2 separate regions of the Triticum aestivum genome follow, and region 2 is linked to region 1. The links are chromatin contacts, called in public Hi-C maps. All regions are on one chromosome and are shown on one strand. The core of a region is the stretch at or near the end of the contact, and the rest is flanking DNA. Distances in the headings are between cores, read along the strand shown.

Region 1 (5,386 bases), core at 2,799-5,298:
TGAAATGAGGTCAGTCTGGGAACTACCTTCAGAAGACAGTTTTCGTTTTACAGGAAATGATTGGCTACAAAACCTCCTGGGCTCATGTACCCCTGTAGTATGCAGAAATGTCCTCCTGCTGTTATGGCGAGCATGGTGGCTAAGGGATGACTGCATCCATGCAAAAGGCAGGGCAATGGTGGGTCAGTCAGTCCAATTCTTGGTTAAATATGCGGATGAAATCAGTCTAGGAGAAAGATGACACACGAATAATATGGCCAATGTTCAAGTGGTGGAACATCACGGAAGTAACAAAGAAGAGGGTATGCGTGAGGAAATTGAGAAAGGGAAGCAAGCCACGGGGCTGGGACAGATCAATGGCCTGCCCGTCAATGACAGAGACGATGGCCCCCTCCGACTGCAGGAACCTGGAAGCTGAATACTGATGCATCATTCATACCGAGCACGGGGGAGTCCGCAGCTGGATTCATAGTCAGAGACTACAGGGGGCTTGTTGCGGTCTCAGGTGGAAATCGTCTGCAGTCGTGCAAAGACCCGGAAGAAGCCGAACTAGCTGCGGTATTACACGGACTCTCTGTCGTAAGTAAAATATACCTCGGACCTCTATGTGTGGAAACGGACTGTGCATCCATTCCAGCACTACTGGACTTCAAATTACACAATCAGTCTGCCCTTTTCCCCCTTGTCACGGACAGTAGGGACCTCATGAAAATGTTCAGTGAAGTCACCATCAAAGCCGTGAGAAGATCCAGCAACAACCTAGCACATGAGCTTGCTGCTCTTGCTAGAATACATGGAGATTATAAATGTATAGGAGATGTCCCCCTCACTCTTAAATCCCTCCTCATGGAGGATTGTATTATCTCCTCAGTGGTAATATAATTGCAGGCTGGGCCTTTTCTCAAAAAAGAAAAGAAAGAAAAGAATATAAAGATAGGTCCGATGATAGTGGACAGTACATTAGTGAACACAGAATAAGCCTCAATCATGCTGACCATGTCCAAACTTGCGGAGAGGTGTTGTGTTAGCAATCTCACCGGGACATTGGCAATTGCACAAAAGACTTAATTGGTTAAGCAACTCAGGGAGAAACATGTTAGCCTGGCTAGAGTTTACAGCATTATCGGGAATTTCTTCGGGACCCTAGAGAATGCGCACCAAACGATCGCTTAAGACCGTATGCAGCAAACTAAGCCGTGAACAATCAGAGTTCACATATATCGTGCAAGTTGGTGATGAAAGCCTAAGACACTATGCTACGAAGACAACGGACATTTCTGATGACATGAGGGCTGCTGATCCAGTGTTACGTACAGCATGAAAGTTGATGCTGAACGCAAAATACAGACGCTCATCCGGACTACGGTGCAGCCAGGTTGATGTCAACTTGTAAAGGACTGCGGGGTAGGCTGTTGCTAGTTGAGCATCCAGGTATACTTGCTTGAAGGTCTGTCTCAACTAGAGGCTGGTTCACCCGGATCTTCTTGTGATGTCCTACCCAAAAAAGAGGTGTCATGACTTGTGACCAAGAGATAAGATAATTTGTATCCTATGTCATGTCTTAATAATGAAAATGGACCATTGTCTGAAATCTGCTGTGTACAAGCTCTACCTGCTCCAGTGGGCTCAGGTGCATCCCGTTTGTGAGAGAGTGAATTCTGCTCGGTTGAACTCTCTGGTACACCCAACGAGAAAAACAAATCAGTACCCTACCGTAATTGGGGGAGAGGGGGTGGGTGGTGAACTAACAGGGAACCATAAGAACAGTGCTAATGTATTAAAAGTTTAAAACCCTATGACTACATCGTGCCCCAGTAAAATCAGGATTGACGTGTTGTAGGTGTGCCAAGCGTGTTCCCTTGAGAAGCAAAAATGTTGCTTGTTAGTTATGCAAGAGTGGGTAGAAACCCTGAAACAAAAAAGCTCTAGTGCTTCCCACCATGAATTGTGTGCGGCGACCTCAGTAAACAATCGGTTCGTCCCACCGCTCTGCAGCAACAGCGGTTCTCAGATATATAGCCCAGAAGCTTGTCCGCGAAGGTAGACATCGCCACTTCGCAACTTCGCCTAATTTCAGATATATTTTCCAACATGTGTGCATTATGTTCTTCCAAAATGGTCATAAGCGGGTGGTCTGCCTGCATTTGCACTATTAGTTACACAAACAGAAGGAGCGCAATTCGATGTAACATGAAGAAATCACAACTAATAATAAGAAACTAATGACTCACAAATGACGGGTATTTCAGTCGGAGATGGTTGGAGAAATCTTCTTGTCCAGTTTCAGTGAAGCTGCTTCGTAGCATGGGAGTAATTGGGTTGTGTTGGTGCTTTGTGCCAACAAAACCTGGGGCATGATGGGGCAGGTCAGAAGCTACATCTGGTCGGTGAGTGTGGCTTTCGTAGTGGACTCTGGAGTAGCAAACATCTTGAGCGCGCCTAAACTGGCATGTCAAACAGGAAGGGATAAAAAATATGAACATGTACATGACCACTGCATGTGTTCAGCTACTGAACTGAACACTATTCTGTCATTCTGTGAAAGCACATACTGCCTGTATGCAAATTTAAATGGGAGAGGTCTCACACTAGCTCCAGCGAATGATGTATCTCCGTCCACGTTGCTAGTGATCACTTCTATCATCTTCTTAACCGACTCGTAGTCAAAAAGACTAATCCTTGGTAGATGGTCTTTTGTCTTGGAAAGTGGACCAAGATCAAGATTGTCCAAGTAGAATACCTGCACGACATTTGCACATTCAAATATTATGGTCTGAGCTGTACAAAATTATGATACACAAAAATAATAGGAAGAAACAAGGACCTGAAGAAACAGGTGGCAGCCAACAAGATGTACAGTGATGTTCCGGTTGCGGATATCAGTTTTCAACTTCCCAACAGCTCTGTTCAAATGCTCGAGTACATAAGCACACCAATTAAATTCCTTAACTTGCGAGATATCGTTGAGTGCAGCCCAGAAATCTATGGTGATGTAGTCATGCTTAGTCGATGGAGCCAACAGGTGCCCAACAACAAAAATAACAAAGGCTATCTTGAAGCAATCTATCTGGACCTTGCTGGAATCTGCATTGATGTCATCTCTCAGGAGATAAGCCTCCGCGGCCTTTAGACTATGCGCGCCTTTGCTCAAATAGGCAGAAGCTCGCATGAACTCTTTGCAGGCTTCGGATGGCTCGGTTGTATCGGGGCATATCGATCTGGTGCCACATGGCAGACTGAATACCTTCTGGACATCATGGTCCTGGATCTGCAGAACCCTTTGCTCGTCTATTTTCAGTGTACTCGACTCGACGTCGACTCTTTCCATTAGCCACGCGCTGAATTTCAAATTCAACTTTGCCAACATCTGAATCCCCAGCATCCCACCAAAGCCTATCTCCTCGACCAAATCCCTCTTGAATTTGTTAAACTTGCCCACGAGTGAGCACACCTTCTGCACCGAAATCCTTGACGTGACAGAAGGTGCGGATCCAGGAGCGCCTATTGCTTCGCCTGGATCAGCATCTGCTATGTCGGCAGCTCCGTGATCCCTGCCGCTATTCTCTGTGGCTGTGGCGGCGTCTCGCTGATCTTGTTCCAATGTGGCATGCGGTGCCGCCTGGTCCAGTGGCGCCACCATGTGATGAACTAACAAACAGACGGCACACAAGTAAATTTTGCCTACTCCTCTAGAACAAGGCGCTGCAAAAAAAGGATTTACGGGTGGGCGTGTGATCGATCCATTGGTTTCAAGTTTAAACTAGCTGATAACGTAAGGAGGAACTCTGAACAAATGGACAGAGAGCATTTCTCATACCCGGCAGTAAGAACCTACTTCGATTCGTAAGACCGTGAGTACCTGAAGGGGGCCGGGGCCGTAACTGGCCTAGGAAGCAGATCCGCCGGCGTCTCCGACTCACCACCTTGAGCCAGTGACCACCCCTCACTGAGTTCTCCGTAACTCAATTGCCATGGGTTGCGAGCAGGGGTGTGTGGTGTGGAGGGTGGGTGGACAGATGGGGGTTGGAGAACCACCGTAATAATTGTTGGATCATACACTTGTGGGGGTTAAGCCCTCAGGGCACAGACCTGGCCAAACGGGTCGGCCCATCGTAATCGTGCCTGGCCCGGCATGGCCCGCCAGGGCACGATTACTATACGGGCCGTGCCGTGCCGGCCCGCGTGCTAAGCCTCCAGGGCCAGGAACGGCCCAGTTAGTAAACGGGCCAGCACGTTGGCCCGTTTAGCATGCTGGGCCGCATATTTTCAGCATGTTGGGCTGATTTTTAGGCCTATTGGACTATATTTTAGGTATACATATATAAAAAAAATTAAGAATTATATAAAAAAATAAACGGGCCGTGACGTGCCGGCCCGCGTGCCCAGGCTCCAGGCCCAGGCATGGCCCAATGCATGCCGCGTGCCGGGCACGTCCCGTTTAGCCCGTGTCATGCCTGGCCCATGGCGGGCCGTGCCGGCGTACTCGCGGGCTTGCTCGTTTTATCCTGGCCCGTTTGTCCACCTATATCAGGGCATCCCAAATGATAAGAGCATCTCTAGCAGATCCTACAAACCGGGTCATCCGGTATAATAACCGTCGGTTTTCAGGATCGATCCCGTATACCTGTCTTGATTAGATCCTCCAAATCTGGCAGTCTCGGAAAAAAATGAACCCTGATAAGTGCCACACATAAGGCATGAAGCATTTTCGCTCACACGTGTGGGCTGAAGAAGATCGGGCCAAATGCCCTTCAAGCCACCTATTATGACACGCCAGTCTTTTTGTTTCTTTCTCACATGCGTGAGGCGAGGGCGAGGGCGACCGGGTATACGTCGATCGATTCACAGCGCCATAATTTCGTTTCTTTCTCACATCCATGATCATAACATGCTGCAAAAGATAGGCCTCAGTATGCGTGAGGCGAGGGCGAGGGCGACCGTGGGGGTCGTCGGCGCCCAGGCGCACGCCCAGGTCTTCGGTACGTGCAAGCGGCGGCAGATCGACGGGCGCTTCTGGGCGCTGGCCAACGAGGACGGCGACGACGAGGATGGGGAGGCGGGCGGCGGCTCGTCGGAGATGCACTCGTTGACGCCATCCGACATGGTGTGCGAGTTTTTCAACGACGGCTACGACGAGGAAGAGGTGGCTGTGGTCGTTGAGGAGGTGCTCCCTCCGGACGATCCGGCCAGAGCTGGGCTTCATTCCGGGGAGAAGACGGAGATGGTGCGGCGGGTCGTCCATCGGAGGACGATGGCATCGGCGATTCGACCATGGAAGGGGCCCATCCCCAAGGTATGTTTGCCTAAACTAACCATGATGGATCTAATCCGTCCGGAGTCGTGGGAAAGAAGAAAGGACGCCGGGCGGCGCCGCCGCTGCCGCCGG
Region 2 (5,408 bases), core at 1,019-3,518, 460 kb after region 1:
GCTTTGCAGGCGAAGACCACCTTTAGTCAGGATAGGGTGTACTCCTGCCCCCCTTCAAAATTGGCCGCTGCGGTATCCCTTCCCGCCTAAGCTATGAGGGAAGAGGGCCAAGGCCACTATAAGTATAGGCTAGTCTCCACCGTAGAGAGGGGTCGAAACCTCCGATCCCTAGTCTGATCCTGAGCTCTCCCGAGGCAGCTCATCCGCTGTACTAGTTCATCCTCAACCTCCTCGCGAGGCAACCCACCACAAAGTAGGAGTAAAAAAATAAGAGAAGTTTAAAAATTCTGAAATTTTAGGGTATGAAACTTAGTCAACCATTTTACTCACATGTGAAGTTTGGTGATGTATTGACACACATGATATTCTTAGTGAAGAAAGTACAACTGGGGCCATAATATTCATGAAACGGTATTTTTTATTATAGTTTTGGTTTTGTCATTGCCCAGATTATCGCCGATGTGATTTCTTTGTGAAACTTCATACGCGAGTACACCAATTGACTATATATATTAAAAAACAGATTTATTTATTCTAGTATTTTTAAAATATACTATTCATAAGGGCACGCGTGAAACCATGCTCATCAAATCCGTGTCCAGCTAGTTATGCATTATTATATGATGCAATAATAACTCAGATGATGTCGTGCATGGTACGTAAAGAGCATTGCTATGCGTACGATTATTTCCATACGATTTTCATACGGCACTGTCAGAGCAAGCCGCTGCCCACCACCCGATCAGGAATCGTACAAAATCGTATATCCAAGCGTCGTACGTGCAGCAATTTCGGTACGTAAATTAGCTGGGACGTCAATTGGAGTTGTTGAGCAGCAACGAGACCTAATACTTGGAGAGATAAATAAAGTACTCCAGGGAATTTAACACGTACTGTTGGTATGGTAGTGATATTTCCGTACTTCGAAATGAAACTTCATGGTGATTTGAATCTTATCTAGTATTCCCTCTGTCCTAAAATGTAGGACGTTTTTTCGCATTCTGGTAGTATGGAAAAACATCTTACATTTTGAGACGGAGGGAGTACTACCTTTATCCGGGATGATTAGTCCCCTCATATCATGAGTCATATTGACCATACATTTAACTATTATTAGTAAAATATATAAGTTCATTTCAAACTACTACATCCGTCCGGATTTATTAGTTCCCATTGTATTTTTGGACAACTTGGACAATTGATTTAGCTATCAAAATGTAAGTTATATACCACAAAAATAGTATCATTGGAAACCTCTTTCAAATATGAATCAAACAATAAAATTTAATGACATACAACTTATATTTTATAGTTACATCTACGTTCGGGACAAAATATAAAGGGGATTAATAAATCAGGACGGATGTAGTACATTCAAAGAAGAATCCAACACTATAATTTGTTGTGACATGCATTAACATCTTACTAGCCAAACATGTGGTCGAAGTTTGACCGGAAATACTATGTGGACTAGTAAACCCAAAAGGAGGTAGTAGAGAGTAGTAGGCAGGAACATTTCGACCTGGTTGACAGTGGATAAAGTTGAATAAATTCGAAGCATTTTAGTAGGCGAGGGATGAGCTGATGCTGTTCATGATTCCCTCACATAAAAAGACGATCACATGGGTAGGAAATGAAGAAAGGAAAAGAAGATGGGTGATTAACACCACAGCACATGCGAGATCCGATTAGGTTATTTGGCGTCATGTACGTATGTCGGTGAGACCTTATCCTGCTGCTATGAATACTGTTGAGATGAGATGGAAGAAATCCAGATCCACCAACCGATAAGATAATTGCGGTATCTTATCATATCACGGCTCGGCTCAGCGCACGAAACTTCCCACGCGAACCGAGCCGCTACTCGTTTTTACTGCTGTACTCCGTTGGGATAGAAAAAGGTGCGGAAAAGCCGTTGGGTTGAGATAAAAATAACTTGCGTTCCACGCACATCCCCATATTGGCGTGGCTGGCCATGTGACTGATGCAAGTCGCCACAAAATAAGCACGCAAGCTGAACAAAAGTGTGTTATTAGTAAAAAAAAAAAAGAGAGGTGGTTTTGCCGGTCGCCGTCTTCGCGCCGGCCAAGCCAGAAAAACGCATGCCTGGCCACCACGCCACGCCGCTCCAAACTCAACCGGAGCGGAACGGATCTCCATAAAATCATCCACATCGTCAATCACATGGTGACCCACCGCCGCGCGGCTGTCAAAAGAAAGAAAACAAGCAAGCACTTCTTTTTAACGCCCGCCCGCCCGTCAGTGGTTCCCCGAACGAACCCGATCGCTCGCACCAGACGAACGAGACGAGACGAGACGAGGAGGAGGAGGAGGCACGGAGCTCCTTGTGTTTGGGTTTGCCCTTTGCGTTGCCCCACCCCCACCGGGCCACAGGACGAAACCAACGCCACAACAACTCACACCCCCTTCGCCCGCGAGTTGCTCAGTCGCAGCGAGCCGGGCCACAAGACACGAGCGTTCCGGTTCAGGTTGGGGTTGGGGTTGCGCTCCCTCGTTTCATCGTCGATCCGCCCGACCCGCCACACCGGCCCGGGGACAGACAGAGATCTCTCCCTCGCGCGCGCGTGCCGGCGGTGACAAATGCGGCTTGATTCGCCGGCGGACCAGCGGCGGTGAGCGATGCAGCCGGACCAGCACCAGCAGCAGCAGCGGAGGAAGGTGAGACCGTGCGCCACGCCAGGGGTTGCTGTTTGTTGCGGGGTGGTTGGCTGCCTTTCGGTGCCCGTGTGGGTTGTTGGCGCTTCGAGATCGGTCGGTTCGTCCGGCGGGTTGGATGAACCTACCTCGCCTCGGGGGAGGATTCTTTTTTCTTTTTGATTTGATGAGGAGGGGGCACTGGGCTCGTGGGATCCGGGGGGTTCCGCCGCGCACGCCCGTCAGAATTATCTCTTGCCATTGGTGTCCTGCAACTTCTCTTCTCCTTCCGTCGACAATTCCTTCCTTCCGTATAAGTTGAGGTTGTTGATTTCAGCTTCGCAGTCCAGCTGAATTATTTTCTTCCATTTCTTATCGCGAAAAAGGGATCCTTTTCACTCCTGTCTCTGGATCACAATTCACCTCAATTATTAACACAAGGTTCTCTGTTGGATTTCCCTAGTGGGTGCTTTCCTGAAATCTTCTTCTGCGGTTGGGCTGCGTCTTTTCTTGCATTGTCCCTCTATAAAGGAAATGGTATTCTTTTCTAACTTTTCCATTCCATGCTAGTAGTTGAGTACTCGTTGCTTCGTAAAGGATTACTGAGGCCTTTTCAACTCCTGTAATCTACACCAGGGGAAAGAAAAAAAAAGGGTGATTCAGATGCAACCTAAGAGGTGCCACAAACGCAAATGCGGTATTAGATTCGCTGAGTAGATATGTTTATCTCAACTCAACCCAAATCTGTGGTCTTCTTACCGTCTTTTTTCTTGCAAAAAGTTATAGCCAATCATCTTAATTGTCTCAGTGGATTAGGTTAGGTTGTCATATTCTGTGCCCACTTGGAAGGCATATTGATATTGATATAGATGGTTTTATGCCCAAGAACACATCCTTAAATAGTCATTCTTGGGCCCTTTGTGCTCGATAAGCGCTGTTTTCCTCATTGCTGGAGGCCAAGGAGTTTTGCATCGGACAGGGAGTTGTAGCTACCGTCTTTGCGCACCGTGATCCAGAAGCTTACGGAATCCAACTTTTTGTGCTGTATACAACTCTGTGAGTCAGTTGGATGCAGATTACAAGTCTGCTGTTTCAGTGGTCTGTTCGGTATGAAGTGGCCTTTATACAAAATTTGACTGTTGTATTGAGGAATTTTTTTGGGCGGTGGAAAACCTGGGTTTAACTTCTTTTTGTCCTTTAAGTTGTTTCATTGAGAGCCTATGTGGCTAGTATGTATTATCACCTGGGGTTTATCCAAAGGATGAGCCGAACCTTTTCTGGTCCTTTACTAAGTTTATTTGCTGGCAGGCTGGGCCATCTGACATTGAGCTCAATGCTTGAGGCAGATATTACTCAGTAAATTGGGCCTTCTTTTCTGTATGCGTGTCTTTTGTTTCAGTTGTGGAAAGGTTCTCCATTGCGCAGTATTAACTCTGTTTTTTTCCACTTCTCTCAGGGTTCATCGGAGATGGACTTCTTCAGTGAATATGGCGATGCTAATAGATACAAAATTCAGGAAGTCATCGGTAAAGGGAGTTACGGTGTCGTTTGTTCAGCTATTGACCAACATACTGGCGACAAGGTGGCAATCAAGAAAATACACAATATCTTTGAGCATTTATCTGATGCTGCTCGGATCCTCCGTGAGATCAAATTACTCCGCCTATTGAGACATCCTGATATAGTTGAGATCAGGCATATAATGTTGCCTCCGTCAAGGAGGGATTTCAAGGATATTTATGTCGTCTTTGAGCTGATGGATACAGACCTCCACCAAGTCATCAAGGCCAATGATGACTTAACCAAAGAACACCATCAGTTCTTTCTCTATCAGATGCTTCGTGCACTGAAATATATTCATACCGGTATGCTACTTTTTTCAAATTGAGATCTGAGTTAGTATGCAGTTCTCTATTGTCGTCCTATAATCTTTTTTGAATATCCAGGAGTAGGTATTTTATCCATACCCTATCTGTAGTTCGCTGCTGATGCTTTGCTCCGCTCCATGTGGAGCATACACAATTTGGAGAAATGCACTCACACATAAAATTCACTCTAGTGCCAAAGTTAAAAAGGCACTAGGCGTTAATTGTGCGTTTTGCAACCGCCTTGTGCTTTTCTGAGCAAACCATACACTTAAGCGCAACTATACGCACATTAACCACAATTAAGCGCTAGGCATTTTGCTATCGCCTAGAGCCTAGGCGTGCTTAAGCACCCGCCTTAGGCGCGCCTTTTTTAACCAAGTGCTAACCCAATAACCATGGCCGCCATATTTTAGAGAAAATTGTCCTTTGTCCCACATTAGTTATGTTCTTGTTGATCATTTGTCTTCTGATGATTTTGATATTTGGCCTTTCATTGACCTGAAAAATATCTCCCACTTTGTTTCATGCTTTTTGTTGCGAAATGTACACTTCTTTGTATTTACCTTTAATGTCATCATGATTATTTTCCACTATCCATTGTTGAGCTACTAACATTATCAGCTTCAAAAATCATCCATTTCCAATTTAAAATGCATGTTCATTTACCATTGTCTGTGACCTGACCAATATTTATATGATTGCAGCTAATGTTTATCATCGTGATTTGAAGCCAAAGAATATATTGGCAAATGCTAACTGTAAACTCAAAATATGTGATTTTGGGCTAGCACGAGTGGCATTCAATGACACTCCCACGACTGTATTTTGGACGGTATGTAAATTTTGGTAGACTAGAATCACATCCTGTGTTATTTGCCAAATTAG

The links. A called contact is a pair of places that touch in the nucleus more often than the background predicts.
Region 2: a Hi-C map of leaf shows a contact between it and region 1, with 4 times the contacts expected there. The contact joins the promoter of LOC123078742 here to the promoter of LOC123078740 in region 1. A contact is called at or near these places in 2 of 5 Hi-C or Micro-C datasets (both in leaf).

The regions. Positions count from the first base shown.
Region 1 is chr3D:338,266,490-338,271,875 of IWGSC CS RefSeq v2.1, forward strand. LOC123078740 reads right to left here and starts at 4,049. Exons shown (of 7, transcript XR_006437630.1): 1 at 3,860-4,049; 2 at 2,825-3,702; 3 at 2,588-2,740; 4 at 2,232-2,444; 5 at 1,940-2,138; 6 at 1,613-1,858; 7 at 827-1,494.
Region 2 is chr3D:338,727,568-338,732,975 of IWGSC CS RefSeq v2.1, forward strand. It overlaps LOC123078742 (mitogen-activated protein kinase 8), which reads left to right and starts at 2,269. Exons shown (of 11, transcript XM_044501345.1): 1 at 2,269-2,679; 2 at 4,112-4,520; 3 at 5,228-5,355. The coding sequence starts at 2,641.